Regions from separate parts of the Bicyclus anynana genome. Here region 2 is linked to region 1. Evidence: chromatin contacts called from public Hi-C data. All regions are on one chromosome and are shown on one strand. The core of a region is the stretch at or near the end of the contact, and the rest is flanking DNA. Distances in the headings are between cores, read along the strand shown.

What was found. Hi-C and Micro-C count contacts between places; a contact is called where the count stands out from the background.
Region 2: a Hi-C map of whole larva shows a contact between it and region 1, with 5 times the contacts expected there. The contact joins the promoter of LOC112054842 here to the promoter of LOC112042871 in region 1. A contact is called at or near these places in 2 of 2 Hi-C or Micro-C datasets (whole body and whole larva).

What each region holds. Positions count from the first base shown.
Region 1 is chr12:8,663,796-8,667,316 of ilBicAnyn1.1, forward strand. LOC112042871 (26S proteasome non-ATPase regulatory subunit 5) reads left to right here and starts at 1,509. Exons shown (of 7, transcript XM_024078056.2): 1 at 1,509-1,895; 2 at 2,364-2,508; 3 at 3,117-3,338. The coding sequence starts at 1,708. LOC112042870 (zinc finger protein 830) reads left to right here. Exons shown (of 4, transcript XM_024078055.2): 4 at 1-39. The coding sequence ends at 5.
Region 2 is chr12:8,945,045-8,948,565 of ilBicAnyn1.1, forward strand. It overlaps LOC112054842 (39S ribosomal protein L32, mitochondrial), which reads left to right and starts at 1,646. Exons shown (of 5, transcript XM_024094756.2): 1 at 1,646-1,705; 2 at 1,824-1,949; 3 at 2,089-2,325; 4 at 3,106-3,236; 5 at 3,320-3,515. The coding sequence starts at 1,865. The coding sequence ends at 3,457. LOC112055112 (all trans-polyprenyl-diphosphate synthase PDSS1) reads right to left here and starts at 228. Exons shown (of 8, transcript XM_052884553.1): 1 at 17-228. The coding sequence starts at 166.

The DNA.
Region 1 (3,521 bases), core at 259-2,758:
CGTAGCATTACATAATATTGAATATAACGGTTTATTTTATTTTAGTTTTTTAATTATATAATTAAAATGTGCAGCAAGTGCCTTGTTCTCTCAATAATCAGACATGCTTACTGAAGTAAAACTTTTTTTTATTTATGAAAGAAGTCTTGCTTTAATCATGTGGTCTAAAGCACACTTGTTAATTTAATCTACTCCGCGATTTTTTTCGCGAGATAATCTTAAGAATATGCTTGTAAAGAAATTTTAAACCCCTTTAAAATGATATATAATGGACATGTCCCAAAATGGGCCTTTATTATTTATAATTTTTTAAGCAGGTCGATAGTATTTTTTAGTAGTAAAATACCGACCGAATTGAGAACCTCCTCCTTTTTGAAGTCGGTTAAAAAGTGTTCAAAACAGGCAATAAAAACGTCATCTGGAATTGAATTCCCGGTGTAAGCTGACAATGTCATGTAATATTGTCAAATGTCAATAAGACACAAGTTAAAAAGAAACATTGTATCGTAGACAGAGAAGCATTAAACAAAAAAATCCTTAAATTGCTTTTAAAACGCCTTATGCGAACGCTACTACGCGAAGATCATGCCAAGGGAACTTAGAAGAACGTGAAATCTTTATGAAGCAGCGCCATCTACATCCTAGATTTAAGATTCCAGGATAGTAAATACAATTACATAGATGTGTACGTACTGGAATGTTTTTAGAGATTAAACCCGTGTAAGTACGGAAAAAAAACCGAAAAAAAAGAATTATTTATCCTTTTAATTTTGACGCGTAATAGAAAGAATGTGTTTGTATTTCTAAAGCAAAGGGATTATTAATGAAAAACAGTAAGTGTACATTAATTTCAACGATTTTCCACATAGTCATTTGGCCTAGTGGTGCATAACAAAGGTACAATATAATAATCCTGAGTTCGAGTTCGGGGGTAACAAAGGAAAACTTTTTGTCTTTTTTTTTGTTTTTCTCAATTGGTTTCTTCAACTATTACAAAATCAAAAATGTCTCTCCTTTACAAAAAATATGCATTATTATTTTTATACTTTTTACAATACTAAAAATACCTTATCTAGTCACTAGATGGCGCTATCACATTCGTTCCGAAAAAAGTTCGAGTAGCCTATCTATTTCCAATAATACATTGTAATCTTTGGCGAAGATCACTAACAATCTGTCAGGGTGTGAGTTACAAGCATGTTGCCATGATAAAAATTCTTAATTAATGTTGTCAGCTAATGAAAAAATACATTTTATATAATGATTTTAAAAAAATGCGGGTACGATCTTTTAAGATAAAAAATTTTGTGCTGCTTAGTTCACACTCGAAATAAAGGCCCACCCTCCAAACATAAATTGGGACATGTCCTTTACAAATCTATTCTGTGATCTGTAATATATCTCTGTTTTCTGTTGCTCTGTGTTCTAGATCAGAATTAGAATTTAGAGCCGCAAATCTAGTTTTTTTTAATGTGATCTGTCAGTGTCACTGTCATTTTCCTTTCACTGTCACTTTGTGATTTGAAATTTGAATTATTGTTTTGCACATTTTGTATAAAAATTTCTATCTTCAATTTATAATATAAATATTTTGTTTAAGTTAATAAATATATTATCTAATAATTCTAGGGCAGTAGGGCTGCTTAAGAAAATAAATATAACATATAGAAACATTTATTTACTCCGTAATTTTGTGAAGAAAATATAATGACTCAACAAAATAATGAACAATTTAGAATCTTCACCGAAAAACTGAAAACAGTAGAAGAAAGATCTACGGCTCTTAACGACATTAAAAACTTGTTGGCGTACAAACCGGCATCTGAAGCAGTACCTACTATTAGGAACATCGGAATATCCAAAATCTTACACTGTCTTAACGAAACAGATAAAATGTATGATAGCTTATACTTTAATTATTTTACTTTGCAGAAGTCTCTCATAATTTTAATGTAGTCAATAATCAATATTATCAATATTAAAATTATATTGCTTTAAGTATAGAATAATACCCTCACTGGATCCACCAGTCACTTTGATTTTCTGCATAACACTACAACTAGTGTTATACCTCCTTTACATAGCCTATTTTTATAATTGTAATGCCACTAGGATGTGTTCTGAACCCTGTAGCGACACTGAAAAGTGTGGTTGCTGGGGTAAAGACAGATGTGCAAGTTTTTAAACCTATGCTTCAGAATGAGTATTTTAGGACCTGTACTCTATTTGTAGCATATTTGTATATATGTTATACATGTGATCCTTTTAAATCACAATGTATTGGTGAAAAGTGTATTAAAATCTGTTAAACTTGAAGCAAAAGCAATTTAATTTTATTGTAATGATATTTTAAATTATTGTAGTGAACAACTAAGTCTTACTTGTGAAGTACTTAAACTATGTTTTGAAAAATTTGATACTGGAGATGTTATAAAAACCTACACAAGTCACATAATGTATTTATTGCGACATGAAAAGGATTGTGTCCGTAGATTGGCTATAGATGAAGTAAGTATTATGTCTTAAAAATTTACTTTTTTTAATTAAAAGGGCCAGCATGGAACCTTTTAATTAATAGGTTGTATAATATATTACAAAGCTTTTGTCATGATACAAATATCCGTGGATTCACTATGCTGGCTCCTTTGTCTGACAGAGAGAAAATCTCTGAACTGAATCCTGGACTTGTGACAATTGGTGTATGGTTAAGGATAACTTTGACAATTAACTAACACTCCCATTCTCCACATGTATTGTTCTTCCTGAGTAGCCAAATTTAGTAAAATCCTAATAGAGTAGCTTTGGATACTAATATAGAACTTGCTAAAGTTCTATTGAGGTCAAGATCTTTAACCAAGTTATAGAGAGATTTTGCTGGTAATTCTCTCCCACCTACTTCAACAGCATATTATAAACTATCTCATATCCATCCAATTTTAGGGTTCTGTACCTCAGAAGGAAAAATTAAGATACAGCCGTTCATTAAACAAATAACTCATATTATGACACTGTCAAGAGAATCAAAACTCATTCTATTTATAATGGAATCCTGTGTGAATGAGTCCGACGCACAGTTGTCTGGTTTTTTTTTTTAAATATTATATTTTAATTTTCAGGTATGTAAAGTTGTAACAACAGACCCTTCATTGTTGCCAATCCCACAATACATTGACTTGTATGTAGCAATAGGACAAATGGTTGCCGACCAAGATCTTGGTGTAGCTAATAAAGCTGTTCTGATCACCTCTAACTTACCGGCTGAAGCTTATCCAAAAGTGCTTGAAGAGATGAAAATAGCCTTGGAAGGAAACAGTAGTAGTAGATGCAATGCATTTGAGGTAATTGTGAAACATTTTTAACAGCATTTTTAAATATTGGATAGAAGCAGGCGTTACTTTGCGGAAGTTCATCATGATTATATAATGATTTATTTATTTTGCTATCATCCGCGAAAATTCGGCGAACCCATGCGACAAGTCTATAGGTTATATATTATCCCCATATTCCTACGGGAATGAGAA
Region 2 (3,521 bases), core at 396-2,895, 280 kb after region 1:
AAAGAAATTATCTAACCTGACAGGTCTTTCCAAATATCCTCAACGGAGATGGTCCGGGTGGTTTGAGTTTCACAAATACAGTCTGTCTTCGAACTTTAGGTCCGAATTGACACATTAACTGATCCTGAACACGAGCACAAAGCCTACTCGAACTTAAACACGCCATAGCTACAACTGCGACCAAACGCTTGAAGACATGAACTACATTACACACATAGCGCCCGAGCGATCAGCTTTTTCCTCCCCACTTAGACAGCTGATTGTCAATCTTTCGAATCTACCAGTATTGCCAGAAATGAAAAACTAGTAGCTTTTAGTAGGTTTTATAAATAAAAAAATATTTTTAATTTCATATCACACTATCTGCTGCGTTACAGTTTGATTATTTGAAGAAACTATTCTTTTTTAATTTATCACTAAGAGACTGATTTTTCTTAGATAAACATCTTGATATCAGCCTGTTACATAAGGAAAAATGTACGCATAGATAATTTGAAATATAACAATAATCCTGTAAGTATTTATGTATGTTTGAGAACAAATAATTTAAGTTATTTTTAAAGATGAAGAATTTTTTATTCCATGGATTCACCTTGCTGGTGCTGGGACCATCATGTGGCGGAGAAAAAACTCTGGTTTAACTTTCTCTGAGAGAAACTCGGAGAGAAGAAACTTTCAACCCGGGGGAACAGTCATGGAATACCTGTAAGATTATACATAGTATACTGTAAGAATGTTGTTTCCCTGTCCAATGAAATTTTATAAGATCCTGTTAGATAAGGTTGCAAATTTTAATACGCGTTTGAGATACACGTTCTATAATTATTATAGAATTTGCTGCAATTCTACTGTGGTTAAAGTCTGTAAGCAGAATAGTAGAGCAATAAATGACTCGTCGGTTTAGTGGTTAGCCTATGTGGTGGATAACGAGATCCTGGAAATTCTGGTTCAGGTTATGAGATAACATACAAGATATGATTGATACATACAATACAGTATGATTAAATACAATACAAAGATTTCTTTATTATTAGAAATGTTTAGTTAAAATTTGCAGTCCGGAGTTGAAAAGTCGGTGATGTTACACCCCCTTGCCGCGGAGAGCGAATTAGGCCATCGGTCCTGGTCATTAACATCAGCTGATAGTTGTCGTTAGTGAATTTATCATTATCACTACCGATGGGTAGAGAGCTAAGCTCACCGTGGTGTTCCAAAGCTTTGTGGGCTTAGCTTTATATCCCCTCTCGTTTAAGGAAAGAGACCTGGCCCTATATTAGATCGATAAAACGGGCTGATAATGTTAATAAGGATGATGACAGTGTAGCCTTTAGAAATATTTGTTTCCCAATACACAGTAAACTCTAAAAGTAAGTGATGATTAAATATTTAAATTTATCAAAACTATATTTATGATAAAGATTTTCTATAATCTATAACCTAAAATTCAAAGCTTTTGTATATTATTTTTTGTTTATCGTTGGCTTAGTCCACAAAATAGCGGAAGACTAGGAGAATATTTAAATAAATAATGGCAGCACTACGGGAAATAGTGGAAATCCACAGAATATAATTTTATTGACCTATTGTTACCAAGCTGTCAGTGTCAATGTCATTCTTAGCATTTATTTTAGAATTAAATAACCTAATATTTTATTTTTCAGAAATCAAATAAAAGATTTTTCATATTTGTGAAAGTAATTGCAAGGTGAGATATAAAATCAAGCTTACAAATATAAACCTATGAATACTAGAAAGTAGTTCATTAACCACACTGTAGGTTATTATGTTCACACTCCTGAGTAAATATGTTCCTTGCTTCACAGGCAGGAGTCATCCAATACTATTAGTTTGTTTTAAGGTGAAAATGATTTCCCGTGTACACCACTTGAAAAATATAATAAAGAATGTAGAGAAAAATATTCTTCAAATATTTGGATTACCACCGAGAGGTATGCTTAAACCATTTATTTTATGTTTCATGTTAGATCTTAAATATCAAAATACATATTTGTTAGTAAGCTTAAAGCACATATATATAATAATTCTATATTTATATTTGTTGTAATGCATTGTATTTGCATTTTCTAGAGTTAGCTTTGGCATATACTTATGAAAAAAGATTACCAGAACCTAAGAAGTTTTCCATAAAAGATATTGTTGGAGATGGGATTCTATTAGCAGTGCCTAAATTTAGAAGAACAGTGGAAAAAAGGTTGAAGAGAAAATTTGGCAGTCCAGAGTATACATGGAAAATGCTGGTACCTAAAACAAACATCATTGTGTGTAACAGCTGCGGACATTACCATGAGCGAGGCCATCTATGTGGTAAATTTTTTATTAATATATATTATCAGTAAGTGCAGTGCCTTGATCCAGTAGTTAACCAAAGTGGTTACAGGTCAAAAGATCCTGGGTTTGAGTTTGGCTGGGCGGATATATCGAATTTTTCCTTCTTCTGAAAAAATTTCAGCCTGGAGTTGGTGGTGTTTCACTTGATAATGATTATTACAAGAGTAAACATCATCAACCTAAGGAAAAAGGTAGGGAGGCTCTATAGTAACCTATAGGCTGGTAGTTATATACAGAAACCTTTTTTGAGCATGTGATAACTTGAAAGTCGAGCAGCTCAGTGTTCATATTTCTGACAGGTCGTGATCCAAAGGGACAAACATTATGTAATTGCCTCATTATTTTGTCTCATCACTACAAAGATGAGACAAATTAATGATAACCCTTTGATCATGACCTGTCAGAAATGCAAACTCTGAGCGGCCAGACTTTTAAGTGTTGAATCATCCATATATTTTTATATATTTAATTTTATTATTGCATGCAACTCAAGGAAGTTTCTCTTATTTAGAAGTTCTGTGACTTCCATGGGCTGAAAATAATGAGTCTAGATACATAATTTTTTTTCTGCATAAAAAAATAGCACTAAGTTCATGTTACATTTTTGGTGGTTAAATTATGTTTATAATGTGCCCTTAATTCTATGTTGCTAGCTTGTAATCACACCCACTGTATAATATTATTGTTTTGATTATTATTATTGAAATATAATCTGTAATCTTTTAAAATCTAAATATGATACCTATTATATTCCAGCTCACTGTTATAAAAAAGTGGAAGCAGAAACAAAGGAAATTCAAGATAAAATACAGCAGAAATTGGGCAACCAAAAACCAATTGAAAATGATGTGATTGTATTATATAATGGAGAAAGTTTACCAGATCAGGTATTTTAATTAATTATTGTAATTGAGTTAGCATTAAAAAAAATTGTGTATTTTGATCAATTGTATTTTATTAAACTTTTCAGCCCAAAGAGTTTTGGCGAGGGAAAAGGATCATTGAAATGAAGAAAGATAGACCACAATGGTTTAGTAAAAATCTTTTGGAGAAAACAACACAGCAACCATCAGAATCTAAAGATGTTAAACCTACAGACTTAGCTTAGCAGTATATTCAAAAAGTAGGAAGTAAAATATAAAATAAAAATTGATACAGATTATAAATGTGGT